Linked DNA regions of Capsicum annuum: region 2 is linked to region 1. A link is a contact called in public Hi-C data. All regions are on one chromosome and are shown on one strand. Each heading gives the region's core, a stretch centred on a gene start, on an enhancer-like site or on the middle of the called end of the contact. The rest is flanking DNA. Distances are from core to core; before and after follow the strand shown. Region 1 has its middle 3.5 kb from the start of TRNAT-UGU. Region 2 has its middle 31 kb from the start of LOC124887215.

What was found. A called contact is a pair of places that touch in the nucleus more often than the background predicts.
Region 2: a Hi-C map of placenta shows a contact between it and region 1, with 5 times the contacts expected there. The contact joins two enhancer-like sites. A contact is called at or near these places in 4 of 5 Hi-C or Micro-C datasets (bud, leaf, pericarp and 1 more).

What each region holds. Positions count from the first base shown.
Region 1 is chr9:200,526,452-200,531,262 of UCD10Xv1.1, forward strand. No RefSeq gene overlaps it. Among protein-coding and RNA genes, the nearest start is that of TRNAT-UGU, 3.5 kb to the left of the region's middle. Within about 2 kb of position 2,845, at least 1 of the 5 cell types and tissues checked has an H3K27ac peak or open chromatin away from gene starts, as enhancers often do. A contact at or near this core is called in pericarp, where this site is marked.
Region 2 is chr9:200,567,772-200,572,582 of UCD10Xv1.1, forward strand. No RefSeq gene overlaps it. Among protein-coding and RNA genes, the nearest start is that of LOC124887215, 31 kb to the left of the region's middle. Within about 2 kb of position 2,605, at least 1 of the 5 cell types and tissues checked has an H3K27ac peak or open chromatin away from gene starts, as enhancers often do. A contact at or near this core is called in pericarp, where this site is marked.

The DNA.
Region 1 (4,811 bases), core at 1,595-4,094:
ACCCTTCGAAAGATCTCTCATTTCTCTTTTTCCATACCACCCACGTCAAGGCAAGTAAAATCACATTTCATGCCATGTGTCTTCTCATCCAAGACTAATAATTATAAATAATTATGAAATAAATATATGAACAAAAAATTAAAAAAAAAATAATACATTGAAATATCAATTATCTAATATTATACTTTAAAAGAAAAAATATATTTTAGAATCTTGATGACTTCACTAAAACATAAATTGAGCAATGTAAGTTATTCCTAACGTCCATCTCTAAGAAACTGATGGAAGAATGAAATAGGCTATAAGTTTAGTTTGCTAACTCATGAAATCTCTAATCCCAATTCAGTTTTATCTTCTAATACCCAAGCAATGACTTTATTTGATACTTGTTTGACACTATGATTTGTTTGTCATGACAAATCACAATTTTCATTTAATTTTTCTCTCAATTGTCTTTTTTTTTTTTTTTTAATGTAAGTATGATTATGACGAAAGAGTATTAACTTGAATTACGTCATAATAAGAAATATGACTAACATGAATAAGAAATAAATTTAAAACAGGAAAAATATACCTTAAATTTACTTGTAATCGGCGTGAAGTCTTGTTTGCACTTTTTACACAAATCTTTCTTCATCTGCACAAACATATTAAAGAATAAATCGATAATGATTCATTTACGGAGGAAATAATTTAAGATTATGAAAAAAAATATCTTATAAGTTAAAGAATATTCAACTTTGTTAAGCCTAATTTAAACCAACAACAAAAGAATATAAACTTATTTTGAAGATAAATTTAAACAACCAAAAAAAAAGTATCAAACATAAGCTTAAGACCCGGCGCCATAGAGGAAAGCTCATATTTGTAAAAAAAAAAAAAGTTAAAAGATAAAAAGGAATTTGGATCCAGTGGTTAGAAGTATATGTCAACTCTATATATTTAATTAAAATAAAATATAATTCTTTACATATATTTTAGGATTGTTAATTTATTTTCATATATTTTAGGATTCATATATATTTTAGAATTCGTATATTTTTAGTTTAGGATTCTTAATTTCTTTCCATATATTTATCTTATCAGGATTTTTCTCATATATTTTAGGAGTCCTTAATTTAATAATATAATAATTGAAAGAAAAATGTGAAAAGACGATTTTGTCTATTACAAAATATTTTAATGAAGAGTAAAAAATTCGAATCACTTTTTTAAAGGTTTTCATACTTTTAATATATTATAGATACAGATATAGATTATAGATTCATCATAATTATTCCAATTATTTTGATAAATAGATACTTTTAAGGCTGCTGATTATAAATAAGCTATTGTATCCTAACTAAATAAAATCGAGTTTCGGCGATGTATGATCATCACATTTACAAAAATAATGGAAAAATGATCAAAAATATTCTTCTACTATGTGCAAAAGTTAATTTATACCTTCTGTTAAATATTTCGTCTACTATTGCCACTAGCGAATTTAGAATTTTTGTTCAGGGGGTTCGATGAAAATTACATTATAAAGCAAAGTGGACACCCGCTAAATTTTAACCTTCCTTATCATGCCTCTTTAACATTTCTTCTCAGTTTTACTTTGTGAGTCCTTCTTAAATAATACCGTGCCTTTTTCTTACTTTCACTATAAAGTTATATTTTATTTCAAAAAAAAATTCCTTCAAATTAATCCCCTACCAAAAAATGAGGTTCTTAAAAATGTGCAAGTATTGAATTATTTATATTATAATATATAATTAGTACTTAATAAAAAATAAAAATAAAAATAAAAATTACTGAATGACATCAATATTAATATGTTGAATGATAAAATATAATTTAAAAGAACGAACTATGTAATTCGATCAAATAATCTATAAAAGTTGACAAATTCAAAATTTTCTATATTATGTAAAATTAGTCAAATATATGAAACTATTTTGAACAAACGTGACATAAAACGCATAAAAAGAGATACACATAATATGTTGTTGTTGTCTTTTTTTTTTTTTGGGGGTGGGGTGGGGGGTGGGGGAGGGATTTGATAATTAATTTGAAAGTTATATAAATCTAGCTATTACTTTAAACTAATACTAAAAGCATGAAAAAATTATATGTATTGAAATATTTTTCATTCCAACTATATAAAATTTTTGAACAAAATATTTTAGGCTCAATATTTATACTTGAAAAAACAATAAATAAATAATTTTTAAGTAAATAATAAACATACATAAATGAATTAAATGAGCTAATTAATTTCTGTTAATCAAGGCTCAATTGTCAGAGTGAAAAAAGCCAAAGCCCAACTACTCATTAACATATAAAGGAATGAGAAGGAGAAAAAGTTTTCAAAAAACTACCAATCAACCCCACAACTTAAAGCACTGAAATGAATTCCCCTTGACCATTGAGCCATATATTTCAGTTATATTGAGGGGTTCATTAAAACCATTATATCTATATAATTTAAATTTGACCTTATATATATAATGTAATTTTTCGGTTGAGGGGGTTCGGGTGAACTCCCTCACCGCCACGTAGATTCACCCCTGACCATTGCTCCTGACGCTACAAAATTGATGTAAAAATACCCCTTCTCCATGTAGGCACTCCAACATGACAAACACCGGCCCAAGTGGCCTTATATTTCGCTGAGATAAATATCACGTGACATGTAAACTCACCGCCCCAACTACCGTTTAATGAGAGAACAAGGAATGGTGAAATAAAAACAAGACAAACAGACATATAGTTTCTTGACCGGTAAAGGTGAAACCAATATGGATCATAAGAGATCCTTGCCTTGTGATAAAGGGGATATTGTTTAATAGTAACATTAATTAATTGTAATTAACCAATCTTTTGATTGTAAAGGACCAAGCAGATTAGTGGTCCTTTACATATTCATCATGATTAGTCCAATAATTAGGCATCAAAGGACATTAGATTCTACAAGATTTTATGTTCATTCTTAAGTCTATTATTGTTAAGTTTGCTTGAACTTTTTGTTTCTTATGGAAAGATATTGTACCAAAAAGATTGTCATGAATTTCCGCTGAAAGATATATTATAAATGTCTTTGTACATGAATTGATTGATATTTAAAAAACTAGTATTACTATTCGAAGTTAAGTTGAAAAAGGATATCACGTTGAAGATTGGTATATATGAATATGAAAACATAGTTTAAATAGCTCTATTAAACCCCACTAAAACCTATCTTTCAAATTCTATATTTCAAATTTGAAGTTGAAATAATAAATCAATTTGATAAATAAGTACTTATTCAAAATTAATAATCTTCAAATATTATTCATATTTTTTGGAATAATTAAGATCTATGGACAAACGGGTAGTAACATCTCTTAAGATTGTTCACGGGTATACATAGCGAAAATTGGGAAAAGTTGCTTATGAAAAAGGATTTTAAATTAATAAGTTAATTTGCTTTAAACTAGGTGTTAGCTATTGCCTAGATCAAGTGAATGTGATACTTGGAAAATGACAAGCTGAACATGATAAGAAATTTTATTTTGAGTCTCTAATCGCACATCCTACGAAAATTATCATTCCCTACCAACTATTATTATTTCCAAAACTTATATATCTAATAAAAGTAACTCCTAATTTATTTTGTGAATATAGAAAATATTTCAAAATAATTTATTTTCATGAAAATAACTTGCATCGTACACAAGACACCTAAAAATTACGTCAATATAACCCTACATGACATGTAACCAGGGGCGGACCCACATTGATTCAAGCGGGTTTAGTTTGAACCCGCTTCATCATATTTTTTTTTTTCATTTTACGTGTATTAATTTTCTGAACAAATGTATATGTACATAAAATGAACTCACTTTTTTAGTAAAAAGGTGCAGCTCAATGGTAGAAGATGGTTCAATTAGACAAAAGGTTGGGGGTCAAAACTTATTGGGGGCGCTTTTATATTTTACCCTCCACTTTTTTAGACTCTAGTGCGTCCTCCAGATATTAATTATAGTTTGCAGTGAAGTAGTAATGAATTATTAGTTTAGTTTTTCTTTAATATATTATTTGAAATTGGTTTAAATTGTTGATAATAATTTAGGTTAATATATTAACTTATTTGTTATTATGCCTAATTTAAATTATTTTATAATATACAAAGCTGATTATTTTTTTCGGTTAGTGTGTCTTTGTTATTTTCTTGTTTTATTTATGATTTTAATTTCAAAATTGCTATATTTTTTTTAATATTATTTGTAATATTAATATTTAAAATTTTATATTGAAGATATGTGAAAAATTTCAATTTTATAATTAGATTAATGATATAGTATTTGTTAGGAAATTATATTATTTTTTTTATTTACTCTTTTCAAAATTGCTATATTTTTTTAATATTATTTGTAATATTAATATTTAACATTTTATACTGAAGCTATGTGAAAAATTTCAACTTTATAATTAGATTAATGATAAAGTATTTGTTAGAAAATTATATTATTTTGTTTATTTACTTTTTCTTTTTAAATTGAACACCATCTCAAAACAATATTTTCAAAAGTATTAGGGGAGCATATATTTTAGAATAAAATATCACCTCAAAATAATTTCTCTAGGGGTATTATGAGAATAGAAAAATGATAATTATTATTAGTTATCCACTACTAAAAAAGTTGCAAAAAGCGGCAAAAAAAAAAAAAAAAAGACCTCAAAATAGGTAGAAAATAAGAAACCTCAGGAGGTCGCTTTTCCCCTTAATTTATTTTTTTATTTTATTTTTAAATGAAGAGACTTCATGAAGTCGGTAAATGATAAAA
Region 2 (4,811 bases), core at 1,355-3,854, 41 kb after region 1:
TTTTTGCAGCTAAATAAATAAGGTAGTAGATCCAATTGGAGTAATATAAGAGTTAATAACTTAAACGGTCACTCAACTTTAGACTTTTATCCTAGAAAGTTACTTAACTTTGAACTTTACTCAGAAAGTCACTCAACTTTAGATGTTTTACTCAGAAAGTCACCCAACTCATTTTATTATTTTTTTTAAACTAATTTTTGCTTATGTGATTTTTTTTAATACTAACAAAATTCTGAAAAATATAAAATATCCATTTAATGTCCTTTTTACCTTTTCTTTCATTCCCCTTTCTTTCATTTGATGCCTATATTTAAATGCTTATGTGGATATTTAAATACCTACAGTACTGCTACTGCTTCACTTGGAGAATTTTGCTTGTCTGCTAGTGAATTAGTTGCAAAGTTTTCAAGATTTTCTAATGATGATGTTGTTGTTGTTGGCATCATTTAATTAATTTGTAGGTTAAATTTTTTGAGGAGATATATAAATTAAGAAATGAAGATATCCAATGAAAGAAAGGGGAATAAAAGAAAGGGTAAAAACAGTGTGACAATCGAAACATAATAAACAATAAACTATGATAGTATTACAAGCAGGGACCATAATACTATGGCTAGTCAACGACGAACACCACAATAAGTTTCAACCTTAGAGACGCAAGACAATACTCCTACATAATTGACCTTCTATCCTCGAAATGCAAAACAAAAATTGAAGTTTAAATTTAGTATAGATTTCATAAACAAATATTGATTTCAAATCATAACTTGAAACTAGGGTCTCAACACCTATGGATAAGTACATATTAAAAATAGGATTGAAATTCGTGAATTTATAGGGCCAGAAGTTGAATACATACATTTTGCGCGTATTTATATCAATGAGTACAATATGTTTTTAAAATAGTCATTTTAACTATAGATAAAGAGAACATAAAACATTTATTATTTATTAAAAGAGGATTTAATAAGTAAATCTATAGTCGATTTTAAAAGTCTAAATATTAGAAAAATTAACACAGAAGTATATTATTATGTACATACATAGTTCAAATAAGAAAAATATCTTGACCGGATAAATTTCTAATATTAGGACATCTGACATAATTTAAATAAAAACCATACAATAATCAAAATGAAGTTGATTTTATAATCTTAACTATTAAAACTATAATTAAATTACAAATTTCTCGTATATGTCTTTCTTTTGGAGGGTAAAAGAGTTGCTAGCATATGGTGTTAGAAGTTTTGTACTTCTATAATAGTAATACAAGATAATATCCCTTTAGGTATCCAATAAAAGAAAGGGTAAAAAGGTCATTAAATGAATATTTTATATTTTTCAAAATTTTGTTATTAAAAAGAATTCTACATAAGCAAAAATTAGTTAAAAATAAATAAAAGAGGTTGAGTGACTTTTTGAGTAAAACATCTAAAGTTGGGTGACTTTCTGAGTAAAGTTTAAAGTTAAGTGACTTTATAGGATAAAAATCCAAAGTGGAATTAAGTTATTAACTCCTAATATAATTAACCAATTTCCATGTAGTAGGAATTTTATATTAAAAGATCATTTTGGAAAAAACGACCTTTTATATTTATGTTTTATTAGGGTTCCTTGGCTTCTGAAGAGTGCAGAAGGCATAATTAACCACATAAAATTAGGGGTGAAGCTAAAGCTTTGATTACGAATTTGGCAGAATTCAGCAGTTTTAATTCAAATTATGTATTTGTGTTTAAAATTTTACTTAATATGTATAAATAATTTATTAAGAACTCAATAAATAATTTTTTCTATAATTAAAAACTTATAAACTCAAAATCATAACTCCACTTATTCACAAGCTTGATTTCTTTTACCACTTAAATTTTTAAATGAGAAGATCACATATGTAAGCATAATATTAAAATCACAGAGATCCCGAGTTCGCATCTCACCACCCAACCCATGCATTATGAGGAAAAATTTTCACATAATTAACCCTATAAGGATTAAATTCACACGTGAAGGGCGTACTGAAGGCAAAATTAAGTAAATAAATATATAATTTTCCTAATAACTTAAGTTTTTAAATGACGTACTTTTTTCACAATATTTCATTATTATCTTTTATATAGTATATCCTTTAAAAACAAAAAGCAAGATTTTTATACATGGAGAAAAAAGAGAGGGAAAAAATCAGCCATGGTAGTTGATAAACATAGATATAGGCACAAGACAATGTCCTTTCTTCTTCAAGTCTGTATACCCATTATTCTCTCTTTCTACTTTCTGCATTTCTTGAAGTTGTCTTGAGCAACCTTCACTTCCCTACAATATGACCAATAACCAAAAATTATGAGAATATTAAAAAATCCATATACTATTATATGGGTAATATCCATATTATTCATCACTCGATCTATTTTTTTTATCCCCTTAAATAAGATGTCAGAAAAAATCTGTATAAATCCTTGTTCATTTGGTTAAATTTTTTGAAAAAATATTTTCTCTAAGAAACAAGTTCTGTGGAAATGAGGAAATATATGACTTCCCTAGTAAAAGTCGAAAAACAAGTTCCACACATTATTTCTGATGATTGTACTGTATATATCTTCCTCATCCAATCATCGTTCAACACACCTCACCTTCACCCATCCCCATCACCTCACTCCCTACCTATCTGCCCTCACCTCTCATAGTATTTATCCAAATTATACATAAATACTTTAAAAATAATATTTGTTCTTACATATTGAACATTTTATGTTTTTATGTCTAGCACGTTTTTAACCTGCCCAAATCAGATTGGACTAAATATATAAAAGAACCTGTTAAAAAAATTAAATAGAACTCTTAAAAAGTACATTACCAGAAAATTGCCAGTGCTATTTTCTTTTCTTCTATAATTGATCTCCATCTGCCTAAAATTGCTTACCTATTAATAATCACCCAAGATATCAGTAGAAGTAGATGTTGAACACATAATAATATCCCTAGCCTACCTCTTGGGTTTTGGTCGACAGAATTATTGAGTAAATTAGCAAGTGTCGTAGGTAAACTGATGTACACAGATAAGTATACTGCTGAGATGGAACGGATATCATTTGCAAGGGTTTTAGTAGAGGCAGACATTAGGCACACATTACCAACGTAGGTGGAACTCAGCACTCCAATGGAACCATATAACAAGTCATTACATACGATTGGATCCCAAAATTCTGCAGTGATTGTAATAGCTTTGGTCATACAGTCGCTGAATGTCCTCATAAGAAGGTACCTGAGATAGCAGAGCAGGCCAACCCTCCACCACAACAGGGGAGAAGGAGGAGGAACCGCAGACGTTGGAGGATTATTCAGACATGGGAAGTCAAAGAAGCTGATAAGACTAACCCTAAGCAGGCCCAAGTACCAGAAATTACAAGGACTGAAAATCAAGTGGTAGAGCAATTTGAGTTCGAGAAAATACTAAAAACTGGTAAGAATGCTAACCAGGTGGTTCCTACTGCTATTATGGTGGAGAATATGGAGAAATCAAGGAAAGGAAAGAAAATATCAGGGGAGCAAACTGAGACTAATGATCGAGGTGGAGATCAGTTTTAACCCCATGATCGTTTGTTCCTGGAATATCAGAGGGCTTAATAAGCCCTTCAAACAGAAGGAGTTGAAGCTCTTTCTGAAAAAGAATAAAGTGGAGATAATGGGTATCATTGAAACTAGAGTGAGGAGTCACAATGCTACAAAAGTGAAAACAAATATAGCTAGAGATTGGAATGCTCAGTTTAACTATAATCATGCTATAAATGGGAGAATCTGGCTTATCTGGCAAAAGCACATTCAGATGCAGATACTACAAATAGGGAATCAGTTTATGCATTGTATGGCAACTAATACAAACACATTATTCGCATGTATGCTGACTATAGTGTATGCCAGTAATGAATTGATGGAACGACAGGAGTTATGGAAGGAACTTATAGCCAGGGAAGTCAGATAAAGTCTGAGTGGCTGGTTTGTGGAGATTTTAATAATATGTTGAGATCAGGAGATAGAATTGGTAATCCAGTCACTCAGGCTGAAGTGCATGGATTTTAGGATATGGTAGAAGCAAATAAACTCACTCCTTTGAGAAGCATAGGATGCCACTTCACATGGTGTAATAAGAAGGCAATAGAATCCAGAATTTATAGGAAAATTGACTGGGCTTTTGGGAACTATTGTTGGTTACAAAGACAAGGGCACATCAAGACTAACTACATGGTTCCAGGGGTATCTGATCACTCACCAATTATGATCAACTGCAACTCACAAATACCTAGGGCACTACATCCAAAACCTTTTAAACTATACTCTACTGTGATGAGTCACCCCGAGTTGAAAAGTAAGGTTAAAGAGGTTTGGACTAAGAGAGTAACTGGGGATCCAATGCAGGTTATTTGGAAAAAACTGAAGGCAGTGACAAGTTCTATTAAAGAGTTGAACAATCATCTTACAGCATACCAGTAACACTTAGAGACTGCCAGGACAACATTAGAAGTAGTACAAATAAAATTTATAGTGGGTCAAGCAAATGACCAACTTTATGAGCAAGAGAAGAGAACATTGATAGAAATGGAGAAATAGAGCAGAATAGAAGAATATGTAATGAGACAAAAACCCAGAGCTTCTTGGATACAGAGTGGTGATTCCAATACAAGATATTTTCATGCACAATGAAAAATGAGAACAAGTAACAACACCATCACATTTGTATATAACGAGAATGGGGTCAAGTTAACAATACCTGAGGACATTGAAGCGGAGTTTATTTCATTCTTCTCAAACCTGATGGGGAA